Linked DNA regions of Zea mays: region 1 is linked to region 2. Evidence: chromatin contacts called from public Hi-C data. All regions are on one chromosome and are shown on one strand. The core of a region is the stretch at or near the end of the contact, and the rest is flanking DNA. Distances in the headings are between cores, read along the strand shown. Region 1 holds the start of LOC100194286. Region 2 holds the start of LOC100381811 (phytochromeB2).

The links. A called contact is a pair of places that touch in the nucleus more often than the background predicts.
Region 1: a contact with region 2 is called in a Hi-C map of endosperm, with 4 times the contacts expected there. The contact joins the promoter of LOC100194286 here to the promoter of LOC100381811 in region 2. A contact is called at or near these places in 6 of 25 Hi-C or Micro-C datasets (ear, endosperm, leaf and 2 more).

What each region holds. Positions count from the first base shown.
Region 1 is chr9:141,190,251-141,193,632 of Zm-B73-REFERENCE-NAM-5.0, forward strand. It overlaps LOC100194286, which reads left to right and starts at 2,078. Exons shown (of 9, transcript NM_001366816.1): 1 at 2,078-2,195; 2 at 2,271-2,363; 3 at 2,462-2,585; 4 at 2,796-2,888; 5 at 3,193-3,238; 6 at 3,314-3,382. The coding sequence starts at 2,101.
Region 2 is chr9:141,027,309-141,030,819 of Zm-B73-REFERENCE-NAM-5.0, forward strand. It overlaps LOC100381811 (phytochromeB2), which reads right to left and starts at 1,261. Exons shown (of 4, transcript NM_001174606.1): 1 at 1-1,261. The coding sequence starts at 1,261.

The sequences.
Region 1 (3,382 bases), core at 828-3,327, 160 kb after region 2:
CCACTCCCTAAAATTCACCGGACTGTCCGGTGTACACCGGACTGTCCGGTGTAGCAGCGGGGCAACGGCTACTTCGGCGCCAACGGCTACCTGCGACGCATTTAATGCGCGCCAGAAGCGCGCAGTCGTCAGGCACGCGGGAGCAGGCGCACCGGACACTCTACAGTTCATGTCCGGTGCGCCACCGGACATCAAGGCGGGCCCAGTGTCAGAGCTCCAACGGTCGAAACCCCAACGGTCGGGTGACGTGGCTGTCGCACCGGACATGTCCGGTGTGCACCGGACTGTCCGGTGCGCCATCGAACAGACAGCCCTCACCAACGGCTAGATTTTGGTTGGTGGCTATAAATACCACCCCAACCGGCCACTTCAAGTAAGGGAGCCCAAGCAACATTCCAAGTCATCTAGTTGACATACTCAAGCCCTCCCAACCACATATATTCATTGATCCATCCTATACACAAGATTTAGACCACTACAACCAACACAAGTGCCACAAAAGAGAGAGCAAGCAAAAGAGAGCTACTCATTTGAGTTTAGCACTAGTGCCTTGTGAGATTCATCGAGAGATAGTGTGTGCTTCATCTTTGTGTTCATTTGCGCGTGGAGTTTTGACTCCCATTGAACTTCCTCCAAATTTTTGGAGGCTTGTAAAAGCTAGCAAGAGACACCAAAGATTGTGGTGGTCCTTGTGGGATCGAGAGTGATCCTTGAGAAGAAGAAGAGCTCACCGATCCTTGTGTGATCGGGGGAGAGAGGGAAAGGGTTGAAAAAACCCGTCCTTAAGTGGACTCCTCAACGGGGACTAGGCCTTCGAGGGCCGAACCTCGGTAAAACAAATCACCCGTGTCCATTGTGTTTATTGCTTGTGATTTGTTTGCTTTCCCTTGCTCTAAGTTTTCTTGCACCATTATTTGCTAATTTCATTTGGTATTGCTTCAAGTTAAATTTCCATTTAGTGAAGCAACACATTGCAAGAAAAGAACTTGTTCTAGTGCTCTCCTCTTCTAAGGGTTCTTGCTTTGTTATTCTATAACTTATTAGTTGTATTGATTTATCTCTCCCGCATTATTTAGCAATATTCCTTTCAAGCAAGAACTTAGTTTCTATTCTCCGATATTTATCTTGTTCTAACCACTAATCAAGGGATCTAGTTGGGGGATAAAGTTTTAATTTTCAGGTTCCGCCTATTCACCCCCCTCTAGGCGACTTTCAATAAACCCATTGGGTACAAATTTAAACCCATACCATTACCTGCGGGTATAAACCCAAACCCAAACCCGCACCCTATAGGGTTTGTGCCCGCGGGCTTGCGGGTAATCTGTGCCCATTGCCATCCCTAATCCACACACTTAGGGATGAAAGTGGTCATCTGAACTGATAGAACAAATTTAATATTTTAAAATAAATATGTATAAAATTTGATGTTGATTTTTTATGTTATCTAGCACATTAGTACAAATATTAATAAAATATTACATAATTTTTTATGTATTATTTGCTCCCTACAACATAAAAGGTTGAAAAAATTACCGAATTTATTTCTGAATCCATACCGAAGTTTATATATATTATTTAAGAAAATATATGATGAATTTGATGTTTACCTTTTATGAATCTTTACAAGCTGGATGTTAAAAACAAGAATATAAATTTGTATTATAGATTTTATATCCTATTTATTCGCAATTAAATAAAAACGACTAAAAAACTGATTACCGAATAAATACCGTTTCCGACCGTTTTCATCCCTACACACACTCAGAGAAAGCACATAAGAGACACGATGTAGGGTTGACCTCTTTCACTTCACTTTTTATAAAGGGGTACATGTTACTTTATATAGAGACTTAAAACTCTTCAAGGGCAGAGTCACCATTGTCATCTCATGCGAACACCCTGCTGTAGGCCTCTAAGTGCGGACGAGGCCGAAAGGCCAAAAGCCCATATATCTAAGCCCACGCTTTCACTTTTAACCCAGTGACTCCCGGACCCTCCGTTACCAGTTACCTCGCCTCGCGGATAAGAGGCGAGGGCTAGCAAACCAAAGCCCCTTCCGCCCTCCGCCCAAAACCCCACGCGAGCACCCCATTCCCATCCATGGCGACCACCACCTCTTCCTCCTCGCTGACCACTCCTCTCCTCCGCCCGAACCCCAATACCAACCCTGCTCCCAGATCTCTCCAACTCCTCAGGTTTCTGTCCTCTCCCTTCGCCTTTCTCTTCCCGCCATCTCTGCCGTCCCCTAACTTTCTTTCCGCGTCTTGCAGGAGCAGGAGGTGCGCTCGTGCCGTAACTACCGCCGTAGCCGGAGGTGCGGTGCCTTACGGGGCTAATCCGCGGCGCGGGATTTGGTCGATCAGGTGGAATTTGTCTTGAGCCCTTCGAGCTTCGTCCGTCTGCCTGAAATGGGCTTCGTGAGGTGCCACGGGGTTTCTGATGTTGCTTGTGCCTGTGGTAGGGATGACTTGGTGGTGCCAAGGTCGCCCTACTTCCCAGTGGAGTCCGCGGCGGGGCAGGAGCGTGGGCCGTCGCCCATGGTGATGGAGCGGTTCCAGAGCGTCGTCAGTCAGCTTTTCCAGCACGTACGACGGCACTGGATTGTGTAAAGTGTTTGACCTCCTTAGGGCTTGTTTGGTTGGATACTTGGATCTGGATTGGAGGGGATTCCCTCCCTAGTCAAAATTGAATAGAAGGGGATTTAATCTCCCCTCAACCGAACAAAGCCTTACCAGGAAGGGTTTTACTGGATTGTATTGTGAGGTTTGTGTGACTATATATCTGTCTCTATGCAGAGAATTATTCGGTGCGGAGGCCCCGTTGAGGATGATATGGCCAACATCATTGTAGCACAACTGCTCTACCTCGACGCTATTGATCCCAATAAGGTGAAAACGAACGGGACAACCGTTTGCTGCTGTAATTCCCATGTGAATAGAACATGCTTGCGCTTTAAATAAACCTTTGTTTGTTGATACCAGACAGTGAACCAACATTGTAGTACTAAACTTTGTACAGTGCTTCTTTAACTTTCTGTGTTGCGGAATTGGGTTATACAATTGTAACCACTGAACTTGTAGGTTTATCCAATGTTGCCATTTCATCTAGCTAGGGACTCGAATACATGGCAATTATATATTCAAAACGTGGTTTCTTCCATCTAGTGCATGATCCTTGTCAACCTTCCTGTAGGATATCATTATGTATGTGAATTCGCCAGGAGGGTCAGTGACAGCTGGTAATAGCTCATCTAACATAGTATGTCTGCGTTAGCTGCTTCAATTAATACTAATGCATTTTCGTTTTCTGTTAGGAATGGCTATATTTGATACAATGAAGCATATCAGGCCTGATGTATCCACTGTTTGTATTGGACTAGCTG
Region 2 (3,511 bases), core at 11-2,510:
ACTCGCAAGCATACCTCAATGGAAAAGGGATACACCGTGGTGATGTATGGTGGCACACCACTAACCCCCACAACTTCATTGATGAGGAGATGGCACCCCGACCTGTTCGCTCGTCGTCACCACCACTGCTAATGATGACTGCCATAACAAGCGACGCAATTGACCCCATGTTCGCCATGTACTGTGCATGGCACCCGTGCGGAGCGCGTAGCGTGGAGCCTACCAAACACAGCTGCTGCGACAGCCCAGGATCTTGTATGACTCTCACCGGGATGGCATGGCAGTCTGCGATCATTCGCACGCGGTTCTGCTGGAACAGGAACCGCGACGCCTGGGGGATATCTGTGGCGGGATAATGCAATCCGAGGTAAGGCTCAAGGTTATCGCGCCGGCTCTCTGCGACAACTTCCCCGTGCTCGTCTTCATGGAACTTGTACACCATGACACGGTCGTAACCAGTGAGCTCGCGAACATGCTCCACGACTGTGTCGCATAGGAGCTTGACGTCCCCGCCGGGTAGCGCCTGGAGGCGGGAGATGGCGCGGACCGCGAGTTTCTGGGACTGGACTGCGCCGGCGATGGAGAGAGCGGGGTCCTCGGTGCGTGCGGGCTCGAGGTCGATGACGACGCCGACGTCGATGCGGTGGAGGATGGCGTAGAACGGCTTGGAGGAGGCCCTGGAGTGGATCCATAGCGGGTTGAGCAGCGATATCTCGCGCGCGGCGAAGGCGCGCTCCAGCAGGACCGCGGACGAGGGGGAGAAGTAGAGGCGTGCGTCGGCACCAAGGGAAACAGGGGGCAGCGCCACGGAGTCGAGCGAGGGAACGGAGTGGTGCGGCGACAGGTCGAGCAGGTCGGCGGCGTTCTCAGAGAAGGCGAGGAGGCGGAAGGAGGAGTCGTCGGCGACGGCGAGCGTGCAGCCCAAGGGCTGGATGTGGCCGCCGCGCTGGATGCGTGAGAGGTAGGCGGCGATCTGCTGCTCGGAGGACGGCGTGGGCGGCGCGCGCAGCGACTGGGAGTAGTCGAAGCTGCGGCCCGACGCGCCCGACTGCTCGAACACCGCGTGGAGCCGCGCGTCTAGGTTGTACTGAGCGACGGCCTTGGAGACCGACTCCGTGGCCGCAGCGCCCCCGCCACCTCCTCCCGCGCCTGCGCGGGACGTGCTCCCGCCCGACGACTGCGAGTGGTGGTGGTGCGCGTGACGCGGCGCCACGCGTCGCGCGGAGGGGGAGCGCTTGGGGGGGCGACTGTCCGACGCCATGGCGCTTGGGGGAGCTCTCACTGGATTAGGCGGCCCCGTCCGCCGGTCTTGTGCTCGTCAGTCGGCTCGCTCGCCCCCTATGTGTTCGTCCGATACCTTAGCTTTGCTTCACCGTTCCTCGCTGCGCTCATTGATTCACGAGGATAAAATAAAGAAGAAAAATTTGGATCCATACCATTAAAAGATCACCAATTTAGATCTATACCATTACTATCTCACTTACATGTGGGTCCACATGAGTTAATAACACGTGGGGTCCATGGTATATATCTAAAGTTTGGATCTTTTAATGGTATAGATCCAATTGTTCCAATAAAGAAGTGGGGATGTAAAGTGGGGGGCGTGGAGCCAAGGATATTGCGCGCGAGGCGATGCGCCGATGACGATGGCTGTGATGGGGATGGTACTAGGGGATCGGGGCTCGGCAGGGGTTCAGGTCTGGAATGGATTGCGCTCGCGCTGGGGCCTGAAGTGGATGCGGATACTTTCGCCTTTGTAGGCTTGTAGCTAACCGCTGAAGACGGGGATTGTGCTTCCTTTTTCTTTATTTATTCTTCTTTTTTTTAAAGATCCAATGACCAGTCTTGCGTCGGGTACTCCTCCGTTCCCGTGTATAAATCCATTTACATTTGCTATAAGTTAAATAGTAAAGTGTTTGTAGGTTACTATAGTTTCTACTTATTGCTAGTACGTTGCTATGATTTCTATTTATATTTATGGTGTTGTTTGGAAGCACATAATTTTAAAAAAACTGATTTATAGAAAATAAATTCTCAAGTTCTTAAAAACCAAGAAGCTACTCTCCTCTAACTAAAACTAGCTTGTGTTTGTTTAATTGCATCACGCTCTCATTGATTTCATAGAATTTACATCTATTGACACCACTTATAAAAATAGAGAAAAGATATGTTGATAATTGTGTATAGAAAAAACTAGAAACCGATTTCTTAGAAATTGAGTTTCAAACATCTCCACCAAACTTATTTTCATAAATCAGTTTCTAAAAAACGGGAGACAGAATTTGGTTTTTTTTAAAATCGGTGTGCTTCAAAATATTTTCTAAGTGTCGAATATAAAATACAAAGATATATATGCTTAGTTGGCTAGGTGAATAGGAATATCGGTGTAGAGTTGACAACCATCAGGCCCGTGCACAAGCCGGTGCATCCTGTTTGGCTGAACAGGCCCCCCATTTATTTGGGGCCCTAACTTTCCGTGTATGATCTATTAGTAATTCTAATTAGATTATTAGGAACTAGAATGTAAATCCTGCCGCGTGCAGCCTGCTAGACGGACACAATATATCTTTCTTTAATCATTTCTCCTATCGTTCGACGTGACCTTGTTTCGCCTGCTGCCTGATGGGCGACGATCACAGACATTTGTTTCGCCTGCCACCAGCGCACAGCGTGATTCTACCGTCTACACTACACTCGTTCGTCGTCCAGCGGTAGACAGCCAACGCGGCAACAACGATCTCCCTCCGTCACTTGCTTTGTGTCTTGATATTTAGGAAATAAAGTGTTCAAATCATAAGGTACCTCTAACATCCTACTGTATACATGTATATTTATTTGCTAACTTTGTTAGTAAAATAATTTATTGATTATTCTATTTATCTTGTATATATGTATATTAAATATTGTAGTATTTTAAGATCCAATTATCGATGCCATGTCTTTGACCAATTGGTCTTTGAAAATATGATTCCGGTTACTAAAAGCTTTGAGAGTGGATTGTTGGATAAGATTGAATATGATCATACCATTAAGAATCTATTGCAAGGAACACAAAGAAAATAAAATTGTTCAAGTAAAATTTATATAACCAAGAGTTTAATAGGTATAATTTTCATAAATTCCATTTCTATATAATACATTACAGCATTTATGTTTTTATAAATTTATATTTTAGTGATTTTGTGATAAGAGCCTCTATTCAATAATTTCGTACGGGGCCTCGATTTTTACTGGCACGGCCCTGACAACCATAATTTGGATTCTCATTATACATAATTGTATTATTTTTACTATTTAAATGTAAGAAGCACGACCGTATCCAATCTTGACAACAGATATCCATACCTTTTATATAATTTGGCGTTGCTAATTTTATTATGAAAAGTGCTTTTACAATGTATAAATCTTTTTATATATATTCTTTCAGAAAAAAAATGTTTTAGACAAAATAACTTATGATTAGAACTAGTTTGAAAACTCTATTTTTCAAGAAATTTATATTTTTCCAAAA